Linked DNA regions of Sus scrofa: region 2 is linked to region 1. Evidence: chromatin contacts called from public targeted proximity ligation data. All regions are on one chromosome and are shown on one strand. The core of a region is the stretch at or near the end of the contact, and the rest is flanking DNA. Distances in the headings are between cores, read along the strand shown. Region 1 overlaps THADA (thyroid adenoma-associated protein). Region 2 overlaps LOC106509843 (a long non-coding RNA gene).

Region 1 (6,496 bases), core at 3,082-5,581:
TAAATACTAAAATTTGTTGGTTTAGTTTTCCTACTTCAACAGCGCACAGGAATAGGGAACATTCAGTTTTATAGCTAATGTTTGAATCAGGCAAGTACCAGTATATTCTGGATGAGAAATCTTGAATGATGTCACAGTTGCGGGTGGGCCCTTCAGAGATGCTAAAATTCTGTGTGTTAGTAAAGTATCTGTCAGTCTCAAAAACTGTCTATGGCCCACTGACTTTTCCTTAATTTTGCCTTTTCTTTGTTCTTCTGGTTGTCTGCATTTTTTCTTATATCTTTCCCATATCATTTGCCATGCATTCTGAATTCTTTGAAACAAGTCTCCCTGATAGCCACAGGTAGGCTTCTTAAAATTTTATTCTGATCATCCCTCTTTTGTCTTATTATTTCTGTGGTTTCTTTTTGGGCCAGTGTTACTTTTTCATAGATGTTGAAATTTGTTTTTGGCAAAATGTCATGGAAGCCACAAATGAGCATAAGGTGTTGGCTGATTCATTATGATGGCAGTTTGTATTTCCCTTAATACCTAAAGTATAGGTGTATAGAATAAGTATACAGTAAATACCAGTTCTTTGATTCGTTGATTGTTTTCAGATAATTGCTTGTTACTTTTCTTTTAAAATCTGAGCCTGGGAGTTCTCTTGTGGTGTCGTGGGTTAAGAATCTGGTATTGTCACTTCAGCAGTTTGGGTCGCTGCTCTGACGTGGGTTCGATCTCTGGCCCAGAAACTTACACATGCCGCAGTGTAGCCAAAAAGGGGAGAAAAAAAATCCAAGCCTGGCTAGCTCTTCATTACCTAGTCATCCATAAATTCCTTCAGCCCATGTTATTGAATCTCTGCCATGAGCCAGTTTCTGTTCTAGGCACTGGCCACTCAGCAGTGAACAAAGAATTGCATTCATGGAGTTTACATTTCCAAATCTAGGGAGTGCTTAAGGAATGAAAATGAGGTTTCATATAATACTAGGACTGTAAATCATACTTAGAAAGCAGTATATTACATATGCATTTCAAAGTCAAATGTGGAGTCTTCATGATATTTCTGGGCTATAAAAGATTGTTTCTGTTGGTAGTGGGGTTTCTTCTTAAAATTAATTGCAATTCGTTACCGTTCCTTCATCTGATTGAGATTCTTAGACAACACGAAGAAGAACAACGTTAAGTGAGATGGGCAGCCTTTGTCCTGTGGATAGTTTCTGTTGTCTTTTTTGGTCCAGTCTTCACCCTATTTAAAATATTTGCCATATTTTAAAAGTACACTCAAGTGTCATGAAGATCTGACATAAATAATTTTCACATTATCCATCCTGTGAGCCCCTTCTAATAGCGCTAATTATCAAGCATTGAAAATTACAAAAATTTTGAGGGGAAGTATGCTCAAGGCAAATCTGCCTATGATATGGAAAAGGGATTTTCTATACTCTCATCTCTCTCCTTCAGAGTCAGCAAGCCGCTTACAGACGATTCTGAATGAGATTCAGCCACGAGATACTAATGATTATTTCAATCAAGCCAAAATTTTGAAAGACTGTGATAGCTTTGATTTGGAGGCCTTGCATGCCAGTGTACCGAATATTGATACTTCTGCAGAAGTCAAAGGTATGTATATATCAAATCAGTACCATAGTCAGTATTTGAGTGACTATGATACTCAAGGTATCATCCGTGCAAAGGTGCAAAATGCCCCCTTTCTGTATAGTCAATTGGAGGCTACAGATGTGTGCAGGACATTTCTAGAAAATAAAGTCTTCCTTGAGCTTATAGATGATTTATTTTAGGGAATGAGTTTATAAGATTTTTACCAGAAAATGATGTGCCCCAGTGCAGCGTTTAAGGTGCTTCAACAAAAAGCCTTTGGGTGCTGAAACCTGTCTTGACGGCCAGGTGATGGTGGAACAGTGATGCACAGTGAACCCAGGTTTGGGCAGCAGTCTGCTCCTCCCAGTGATATGGTTCAGCTGTGAGAGTCCTTAGTCAGGCTGCTTTTGCAAGGAAACAAACTTTATGACTCACTAGAATGTGATCTACTCTGTTGTACCAAGCCTCCAAAATTCAAGTTCTTACTGCTTGTTTTCTCATTAGTTGTTCTTTTGTAATTTCTGTCGTGCTGTAGAAAGTCATCAGAAGCAGTAATATCTTACTGATTTATAACGTATTCTACATCCTCCACTAGATGGAGATATTGTCTCATGAAAACTTTTTTTTTTCTAAAATTAAACGAAGTAATGTATGCTTGTTACAATAGTTGCAAATAATATGAACTAAAAACAAATTAATTTTGTTTTCTTTCATTTCTTTATTTCCTCCCCAATCCCACTTCTTCCCTTTTTAGTGTATATCATTTTAGACCTATTTTACGTATTTAAGTGTATGGACATTTATCCTTTGAGTTTAGTGGGCTTTTAAAAGATCAATGGGATCATGTTATAAAGATTGTTTTGTTAACTTCACTTTTATTTTTATTTTTTTTAGGGCCACACCTGCGGCACACGGAAGTTCCCAGGCTGGGGTCGAATTGGAGCTGTAGCTGCCGGCCTTTGCCACAGCCACAGCAATGCTGGATCTGAGCCATGTCTGTGACCTACACCACAGCTCATGGCAGTGCCGGATCCTTAACGAACTGAGCGAGACCAGGGATTGAACCTGTGACCTCCTGAATTCTAGTCGGGTTCGTTACCACTGAGCCAAAACAGAAACTCCTTGACTTTTAGATTTAATGGCTTATTTTTTTTTTTTTTTTTTTTTTTTTTTTTTTTTTTTAATATCAGCACTAAAATACTACTAAAGCTAGAAAAAGAGAATAAGGATTATTATAGCTTATTGACCATGGAATTTAAATAATATTTTGAAAGTCCTATCCTGTTCTTTTACTGATATGGCAGCCAGCCCCCATCACCAAAACAAATAATGAAATATATTTATTAGAGTCATATTTTACAGATGATTGAGGGACAGAAAGAGTTTATTGCATTAATTTCCAAAGGTTAGACTTCGGTTTGAGGGATAGTGTTGTGTTCTATTTTTAAATTTACTTTGAAAATAGTACATTAAAAAAATACTTAGCGTGATTCCTACTCATAGCACATGCCCAACAAATGTTTGTTATTTTTTCCTGAATAAATATAGCATATGACAAATTGGTTTGTTCAAGTTGATTATTCTTGGGGAAATTATGAATAAGCTTGTTCTGAGAAACCTGGGATGTGAGTAATCAAGTGGCGAATGTTGCAATAGTTTTTTTTTTTTTTTTTTTTTTTTTTAAGGTAAAGAAGGAAAAACATGTGATGTAACTGCTCAAATGGTGCTGGTATGTTGTTGGCGAAGCATGAAGGAAGTCGCTTTACTCTTAGGCTCCCTGTGCCAGCTGCTCCCATGCGGTCTGTGCCACAATCTCCTGATGGATTATTGACAGTGGAGCAGGTAGGGTAGATGTTTATTCCACCTGGTTTAATTTCTGGTCAAGGCATAAATCACAAACTTATTTATCACCCACCTGAAAAACTTTTAAAAATTTCTTCTTGAATAAAATCTTACAGATGTCAACCGAAGAAAGTTCTCTAAAGTGTAGAAATTAGACCTTGCAGTACATTTCAAAACTGTGGCCTTTTTAGAAACATTGTACTTTTTCTAAGTTATGTTAAATAATGGTAGATTTTTATTTCACTTTTAACCTCAATCTGATCATTTGAAATTTTTATTTCTCCATTTAACACACACAAACTTTAAATTGAAATGAGACCTTCTATTTAGTAAAACTTCACATGCCCATCAAATTTTGCAAAAAAAAAAAAAAGTACTATGTTAGTTGATTATGGATTTCTTGTTTCCCTCTACATTGATGATGATAAAGTTGTAGTTGCTTGGGGTTTTTTTGGCTGACTTTTATTTTTAAGACCACAAAGTTAGTTCACCATCTGGGACTTTTCAGGCAACTTGAGTGCTGTGTTTACAAGAAATTAGTCTACCACAAGCATTTCATTTAGAAATATTTTAGATTTATTAGATTTCTGTTTTCAATTGATTCCCTCTTCCTTTCCATAGGGCTTCAACAAATCCATTTCCCACCATTTCCCAGCAAAGATATATAACATGTTCTTTCATTTTTAACCTTTTCCAAGTAAAGATGATTTCTTCCATCGGGTGTTACAACATTTAAGAACAACACAAATATTGTAGTATGCTAATGTTCATTATTTCTATAATAACCATGTGACTGGTTTCGTGGAAATACTGCTAATGTTTTTATTCTCACACTCTCTGTGGCTGATGTGCTTGCATCTGGATAACAGCTGGGCCCCTGATGTTGCAAGGCTCTGAGATGGAGGACGGCGAAAGGGAACAGGACACTGCCAGCATCGTTATGTTCCTTATTCTCTTCCAAATCAAATAGGCGTCAGTGACCTAGAGTTACTTGCAGTCATTGCCGGTGACTGGCTAGAGTGCCAATGCCAACATCTTTGCTGAGGAATCCAGCTATGATTAATGATTACTTCACTGATGTGAAGTAAACATGTGCTAGAGCCCCTTGACTTCTCAACTTTTCAAGGACAACTTAAAATATCCAGTTTTCTGGGTTTGTTGGCTAGTGTTCAAAAAAAAAAAAAATTAAGGAAACAGATTTCTCTTTTACTGTAGCTGAGAAAGACCTGAAAGCGTCCTGCAAAAATCATTTTGCCTTGACACCTTTACAGAGCACCCCAGTCTTACAAAGTTATGTGGGATATCCATGTTAAAATTGTGAATTAATTTTTAAATGCAAATTAATATAAAATAGCTATTTGTAAAAACAACAACAGTAATGAAGGGAGGCTCTTATAAACCAAAGAACTCTTCTAATGACTGTTTTCTTGAGTAAGAAATAGAATCCATAGGCGTTCCCATCGTGGCTCAGCAGTTAAAGAACCAGACTAGTATCCATGAGGACACGTGTGGCTCGGATCTCAAGTTGCTATGGCTGTGGTGTAAGCCAGCAGCGGCAGCTCCAACTTGAGCCCTGGCCTGAGAACTTCCATGTGCTACACATGCGGCCCTATAAAGTCCAAAAAAAAAAAGAGAAAGAAATAAAATCTTGTTTTTCTGTAAAATGCCCATTTCCATTCTAATGAGATCATCTCTCCACGTCACCTTTTCTGTGGTGACCCCACATATATATGCTTGAGAGGAAATTCATGACTGAATGAGTGCCTAAGAGTGTGTGTGATAGCACTATTCTGACACTGAAACTATGCCCTCTGTGGAAAATTTTAGGCTTGATCATGCTAAATTTTACTTTAAAAATGCCTCAGTTTAGGAGCATTTAGTCAATGAGAAATGAAAGTCATCAAGACGTTAGCATTATTCATATTATTAGAGAATTCCTGCTTTTAAACATTAAAATTTTGCTCCATGAAATTCACTTAAACTAAACGCATTCCCATGTACTCAGTACTTTTAAGAGATGGAAATAGCAACATTGGAGGTTTGGGATTAGCATGTGCACAGTGTGGCATATAAAATAACTGGCCAACGGGGACTGGCTGTATTGCACAGGGACCTCTACCCAGTATTCGGTGATGATCTATATGGAAGAGAATCCGAGAAAGAATGGATATGTGTTTATGTTTAACTGAATCACTTTGTTGTACAGCAGAAATTATCACAACATTGTAAATTAACTACACTTCAAGAAAACTTTAAAAAGATGAACAAAAAGTTAAAATAAATGACAGAGAAGAAAGTAGTTTACTCTGGAGTGGCAGGGCCATACCTAAGGTCTCCCTTCCAAGGGCATAGTCGCCCTGGCATTGCTAGGTCTTCTGTGCACCAGGAGGAAAAGCTACTAATTTAAGTCAGCAGCATCGGTGAATGTGACCACAACAGACCTGCAGATAGTCGCTGGAGTGACTTGCAGGTGGAATGCTCCCTGTTGTGGGGGGAGAATTTGGAACATGGATTTCTTATCCCCAAGAATCGTAATAACTGATCTTTTCTCTTGATGGACAAAAGAAGCTTTTCTTTACAACCTGAAATACTGATGTTCAGTCTGGTGCTTTTCTTGCTTCCCGCTCACCCTTCACCATTGGAAAAGTAACAGGATTCTGTTAGTTTGAAAATTGGGGCCTCTCAAGTAGACAACAGGGAGGATTTCTTTTGAAACTCACTTGCTGATATTACAGCCCTTGGTTACAGGAGTAACATCTTCAGCCCTCAAATGTGAATGTAGTTTATAACAGGCCAGCAGGTAGTGAGCCTCTAATTGGGGGATTTTTGCTGCAGTGTGAGGAGAAGATCTGGTGCACGTTTGTAATTCTGCGTATTCAGAGCTGTAGTCACAGAGCCTTAGAGCTGGAAGGAGCCCAGAGATGATAGTATCCAGCTCCCTTGTACAAGGGGAGACTGAAGCCCTTGGACGTTACCTGATTTGCCCAAGATCACAAAGCTGGTTTGTGGCAGCTCAGGGACAGGAACCCAGTTCTTTTGCTTCCCAGGCTGCGTTCTGACACGACACAGT
Region 2 (6,839 bases), core at 2,005-4,504, 610 kb after region 1:
TCCATATACCACAAGTGTGACCCTAAAAGGCAAAAAAAAAAAAAAAAAAAAAAAAATTCCTGTAACTCAAGCTCCTAAAAAAGAAAAATTAATAATAATTAAAAAAAAAAAAAAGAACAGGGATCATTCAAGACCACAAATCATATTTTCCTCTATAGGCTGGGGAGGCTTTCAGAATAGATTCTATCAATGTCTGAAGGAATATGGTCATCACAAGACCAAAAGAAGCCACAGTCACATGACCAGCCCAGTCTAAAAGGTTGTTGGAGTCACATGACCCCCCTTCTTAAACTTAGTCCATGAAAGTATGACAGTCACATAACCCAGCTCAGACTTGCTCAATATGGCTAACCGAGGTCACCAAGTCAGCCAGCCCTGAGCCCTGAACAGTCACATGGCTCAGCCACCGCCTGTCCCAAATATGGTGACTGTGTAGAAAATGATGCTTTTTTTCCATTAGTGAGGAAATTAACATAATATACTGATAGTGTTAAAATAAGCACCATCTGCCATAAGAAACACACAAATTGCCCACCTTTGGAGTCAATAAAATTATAAAAAAAAATTTCCAAATAATAGAAGTGTCAGTGACATAAATAGAGCCCTTAGGGGTGGTGCCCTTGTGCAATCTTGTGGCAGCCTTGCTTGTGGTCTCCATCACCCTGTTATAGGCTGAATTGACCTCTCTAAACTCTTATGTTGAAGCCCTAACCCCCAGTACCTCAAAATGTAACTGTATTTGGGATAGGGCCTGGGGGTGGGGTGGGGGACACACCTGCAGTATGTGGAAATTCTTGGGGCAGGGATCGAACCTGCACCACATCAGTGACCTGAGACACAGCACCAGGCCACCAGGAACCTCCAGGAAATGACCTTTAAAGAGCTGATTAAGCTCAAACAAGGAAGGCTCTTAGGTGGTCCTAATCCAATTTGACTAGTGTCCTTATGAGAGAAAGAGATCTGTAGACACAGCAGGATGCCAGGGGTGCATGCACAGGGAAAGGCCATGTGATGAGGCAGCATGAGGGTGGCCACCTGCATGGCAAGGAGAGAGGCCTCAGTGGAAACATAACCTGTTGACACCTTGACCATGGACTTCCAGCCTCTGGAACCATGTGAAAATACATTTCTGTTGTTCAAACCACCCAGTTGGTAGTATGCCATTATCACAGCCTGAGCTGACTAATAGCTCCTCTCCCTTACTTACTGTACCAATCCCGTTCCCCCACTCCCAAAACAGACTCAGGGCTTCCTTCAAAATAAATCCTTGAGATGAGGGGACCATCCAGTGGCCCTGACAATGCAGGCTTACACATCCTCCTCCTGTGCACAGACATATTACACCTTCACCTTGGACAGGCCCTGGGGTGGATGCCCCACCACAGGCGGCAGTCCTTGCACAATCCCAGCCCAGCGCAATCCAAACAAAGGCACCAACAAGGAAGGATCTGCCCCTTGGCTCTATAGAGAAAACTCAGGCTGCCCTCTTCCTCCATGAGGCAGGCCACGCACAAAGCCCCCTGTTCACGTGGCACCCGAACCCCCCCGCCCCCCCCCCCCCCGCCTCCACGATGGGAGGAGAGGCCTGAGGAGGCTGGGGCCGAGAGAAGCCCTGCTCTCCTCCAACCACTCAGAGAAGGAGTCCTGGAGGAGAGAGGGGTCCAGTCACCACAGAAGGTAGCTGCTGGAGACTCCGCAGCAGCCATCAGGCCCAGGGCCTGTGATGCTTTTAGGGGGTTCTCCAAAATGTTTTCATTTCTTTTAAAATCAGCAGGAAGGAGTTCCTGTCATGGCTCAGTGGTTAATGAATCCAACTAGGAACCATGAGGTTGCGGGTTTGATCCCTGCCCTTGCTCAGGAGGTTAAGGATCCGGCATTGCCGTGAGCTGTGGTGTAGGTCGTAGATGCCGCTCAGATCCCACGTTGCTGTGGCTGTGGTGTAGGCCGGCAGTAACAGCTCCGATTAGACCCCAGCCTGGAAATCTCCATATGCTGCAGGTGCTGCCCTAAAAAGACAAAAAAGAAAAAGAAAAAGCAGAAAAAGACCAAATACAATAATAACGAATCTAGGTGTTCCTGTTGTGGTTCAGCAGTAACGAACCCAACTAGTATCCATGAGGATGCGGGTTTGATTCCTGACCTCAGTGGGTTAAGGATCTGGCGTTGCTGTGGCTGTGGTGTAGGCGGTCAGCTACAGCTGATTCACCCCTAGCCTGGGAACTTCCATATGCCATGGGTACAGCCCTAAAATAATAATAATAATAACAATAATAACAAATCCAGCCTTGATTATACTCACCTTTATACTAGCAGTCTAAATACTATGTATTTTATTTTTTATTAAAGTATAGTTGATTTACAATGTTGTGTCTATTTCTGCTGTACAGCACAGTGACCTCTTCACACATGCATGTACATTCTTTTTCTCATATTACTGTCCATCATGTTCTATCACAAGTGCCTGGATATAGTTCCCTGTGCTATATATTGCTTACCCATTATAAATGTAATAGTTTGCATGTTAACAAAGGCATAAATTTATATATGTATGACCAGGTCACTTTGCTATACAGCAGAAATTGGCACAATACTGTCAATCAATGACACTTTAATAAAATAAACTTTTTAATTTTTAAAAATTTTTTTAAAAAGAAAGCATAAACTTAATCTTTTTTAAGGAGGAAGAATCCTACAAAAGCAAAGGAGCTCTGGGTGCTACACGTGTCAAGAATCGGGGTCTGAATTCATGTGTGGATTCACTGCCTCTCTCATTTTAAGGGTCTAAAATGTAAGCGCCTCAGGACGAGCTGCCCCCAGCAGGTCCCAGAACCTCACTGCCCCTCCTCAAAGTACAACAATACCCACCCTGGAGGTCACTGGGCAAAAGCAGGAGTGGTCAGGGCAGAGAGGAGGGCGGGACTCAACACAGGGGTTCAGCCAGCGGCTGTGGCTGGCCAGTGTCCCCCCTTTCTGCTGAATGGGCTGGCCAGCACGTCACGGTCAAAGACTCTGTCCATGTGGAGTGCACAACTCCTTCCAGCCAGGTTCAAACCAGCCAGCCCAGCTGTACTCAGCTGGTTGCAATTGCAGCCCCATTGGGCTGGGGTTTCACTTTCAACATTGATTTATGCGAAACACAAGGTTGCCTGAAATCCACTCAAATTCCTCTTCCATGAAGCAATGGTTCCGGAAGGGAGGGAAGGGCCCTGGCACCCTAACATGGGCTAGGGGAGCGTCCACAGAGCTGGAGCTCTCTGTACAAGGAAGTACCCCAGGGAGCAGAGCCACACCCCCAGGGCGCTGGCAGGAGGCCTCCTTGGAGAGATGATGGAGGCACGCAGTGGAATCCTGCACAGCATGGAAAATAAGTGAGCTAGAGTCACGTATGTCTGTGGGCTAGCATCCCTAAACATACTGAGAAGCAGAAACTGATTACACAAGAATACATAGTAGAACGACATTATTTATACAGGTTTCAAAGCAGGCAAAACAACTCTGTAAATATTTCAGAAAAACATGCATATGTACCAAAAAGTTAAAGAAATTTATGAGAATGAAAAATGCCAAATACCAGATACTAGTTACTTCTTGGGGAGAAGGGGAGGGGGTGGGGGAAGGGAGGTGGGTTTGGAAGGTGCTCATGGATGCCTTCAGCTGGATTTGTAATTTTATTTCTGAGACTGGCCTGTGCTTACAAGGGTGTTCACTATAGCACGATTCATTCTGGTATTTTCAGGAAAGTAAGGCCTGAAGGGGGTAGAGGATGAAACAAAAATTTCTAGCGTCACCTCCAGCAACACCCATGGGGAAAGAAAACACATCCATAGCCAAACCTGGTCCCTCACTTCGCCCCTATATCACCCAGGGAGGAAGACAGGAGGGGCCGGGGAGGCTTTCAGGACAGAGGTCTGGCTGCCTCCGAGGGGGGTACCCAGGACTCAATGAGGCTGATAGCAAGCAACCATGAGGTCCCCAGTATGCTCAAGGCTGGAGTGAGGAAATGCACCCCAGGACTCCTGTGTAAGGTCCCAGAGCCCCACTGTCATTCTATTAACCATTTCCCCCAGAGAGCCCAACCCTCCCACCCCTACACTTTCCCCTCTGTCCACACAGGCCTCACAGGAAAAGCATCCGTATAGCTGTTCAGGCCAAGAACCCAGGCCTGGGCCCCAGCTGCAGCCACAAACCCCAAGGCCACCCAGAGGGCCCAGGGTACAACCGTCTCCTGCTCCTGTTCCTCCAAGAACCAGGAGGTGGGGCCTGGGCCTGCCCTTTCCCTGCCTCCAGCAGCAGAACTGGTGCCTCACTTAGTCCTAGCCGAAGGCTCACTCTCCAACATGACAGCCTGGCCCCACCAGTGCCCAGCTGCTCCCTGTGATTTCACCAAAGGGTTGCATTTGAAAACTTTAAACAATCATGGAGTTCCCGTCCTGGCTCAGCAGTAACTAAGCCAACTAATATCCATGAGGACGCAGGTTAATCCCTGGCCTCGCTCAGTGGGTTAAGGATCCGGGTTGCTGTGAGCTGTGGTGTAGGTCACAGATGCAGCTGGGATCCCGTGTTGCTGTGGTTGTGCTGTAGGCCTGCAGCTGTAGCTCCAATTAGACCCCTAGCCTGGGAATTTCCATAGGCCCTGAGTGCAGCCCTGGGGGGAAAAAAGGCAAACTAGATATTCAGAGACATGGAAGGCCTTGGAAAAGTGCTCTTAGGAGCCTCCATGCCCACCGCTGCCCACCGCTCCCCACTGCTCCCCAGCCTGGGCCTACTGCGTTGCCTGGGGCCTGGGGCTCCTCCCCTTACACCACCTGCCCAGTCCCCGTGGGCAGTGGAGCTTGTGAATCCTCATTTAGGACCTGGGAACAGTTTTGCTGGTGGGGAAATACGGCTCCACGATGCGTGTGTTCAGTGGCCCTTCCCAGGCCTGCAGCAGCCAAGGTGGGAGGTGAGAGCCGCCAACCAGGAAAGAGAGCCTGGTATGGAGGCAACCCCAGGGCCACAGCAAGAGGGGACAGCTTGGCCACATAGCCTACAGCCAAGCAGCGAGGAGGAAAGGCTGTTGAGCCTGACAATTAGACAGTTATGTGGTTTGAGCCAGGAAGGCAGTGTCTGGTTGAACCTGGTGAGGGCTGGGAGCTGGTGTTCTTCTTAAATTCTAAAGTAAGCCTCCTTCCAGAGTACAGGGTTATCCCCTGGGTCCTCCTGTCCCCACCCCCAGACTCACAGCTCCCCACTCCTCCCGAGGCACAGGCCCACAAGAGAAGGAAAGGAGGCCTGAGCCTGCCCCAGAGCTTTCCAAGACAGGTGGCCGGGAGGTGCACCCACCACCAAGGGACAGCCACCAGCCTCGGGATGAATTCAACTGCAAGTTAAATATCACAGGGAGATCAGAAGGATGGGTTCTGAGCGTGGGAGCCAGGAGCCAGGCACTCCCAAGGCGCTGCAGGCAGGGGCAGGGTTGACTGACATCCTTCTGCTCCTCGCCTTCCTCCTACACCCACACTCCCTGGCCAAAAGGAAGAGCAGGCCCCAAATCCGCTCAGGTCACAGAGAGACAAAGGGACGACCGTGAATGTCACCTGGCCACAGAAACCAGAGACAAACGGACAGCTTCCCCTGACCACCCCAACTGACGGTCAGCTTTGAAGGCCAGACAAAATCACCATGGGAACAACCCAGAGCCATAAAAAATAAGCTTTCAGGCAAAGCACTGTCGTCTATTTCTCTATGTTTATCCAAATATCCACTGACTTATCATTCAGCCGGCACCAGAGATTTAAAGCAATCTTACTGGAGGAAAACTCAAGAGGGCAAAATGCCAAACTGTTAACGTGATATTTTCTGGCAGATCAGGACAAGGCAGCCAAGATTTGGTCTGAGCTGTGAGAAGACATCTGTTTTGGGTAATGAGTGCAGAGATCCCTCAGGCATGAGACTTTGGGCCCACTGTCCTAACAGTCCACTACTACTGCCGGGTCATTCAGATATGAGGGACACCTACCATCGGGGCCATCCCCTCCAGGACAGCTGGCCATGGGCTTCTAAAGCTTTTCCAGCAGTGGGAGGGGTCTACACGGAGCCTCCTGGACTCTCCGGTCCAACCCCGATGGGTTCTGGCCAGGGTCAGGGAAACACTCTATGAAGTGAGATTGGGGACCACAGAGACCACCAGGCCCCTCCCCAGCCGAAATCAGCACCTCTTTTTCTTCCCAGCAGACCCAAGCACTCAGCCTGACTCCCGACCCCCACCCTGGCAGGCATGCCCCTCTCATCCTCCCCCCACTGTTGGGTTCCTTTTCCAGAAATCTGCTTGTGCAGCAGGAAATGGCTTCTCAGGCTCCCTCCCTCTTCCAGCATCCCCCAAACAAGCCCACAGAGCATCTTTTCACTGTGAAGGTTCACTGCCAGTACTGAGAGAAAACAGAGCGGGGATGATAAAATTCACAACCGCAGGGAAAGGGACCAAGGCCTGGGCAGCCTTCCTCCGCTGTTTTACAGTCACAGTCCTTGGCTGGCCAGTGTTAATGCTCCTTTTGCCCCAAAGCCAATCATCCTCCCTTTTAACCTTCGCCCTCCTTCCCTCCTTCCTCAAACCTCCTCCCCCAGGCACTTTAGCTGCCAACAACTTACTTTCCCAACTTTGATTTACCTCCACCAGAGGGAATACAAAGTTAGATCCAGAGCCACCCCCATACTTTCTTTAAAAGTAACCTACACTCAGCCAGCAGAACTCTTAGATTCAGAGGTAAACACTCAAACCCACCCAGTCTGAGACAGACAAAGGCACAAAGACACACATTCATAGGAGTTCCTCTTGTGGCGCAAGGGAAACGAATGCAACT

The links.
Region 2: a targeted proximity ligation map of alveolar macrophages shows a contact between it and region 1. A contact is called at or near these places in 2 of 47 Hi-C or Micro-C datasets (liver and subcutaneous adipose tissue) and 2 of 2 datasets of targeted methods (alveolar macrophages and skeletal muscle).

Annotation. Positions count from the first base shown.
Region 1 is chr3:96,918,255-96,924,750 of Sscrofa11.1, forward strand. It overlaps THADA (thyroid adenoma-associated protein), which reads left to right. Exons shown (of 40, transcript XM_021088406.1): 21 at 1,447-1,605; 22 at 3,270-3,371; 23 at 3,374-3,426. Among named protein-coding and RNA genes, the nearest start is that of THADA, 49 kb to the left of the region's middle.
Region 2 is chr3:97,527,272-97,534,110 of Sscrofa11.1, forward strand. The region is part of intron 2 of LOC106509843 (a long non-coding RNA gene); the gene reads right to left. Among named protein-coding and RNA genes, the nearest start is that of TRNAI-UAU, 37 kb to the right of the region's middle.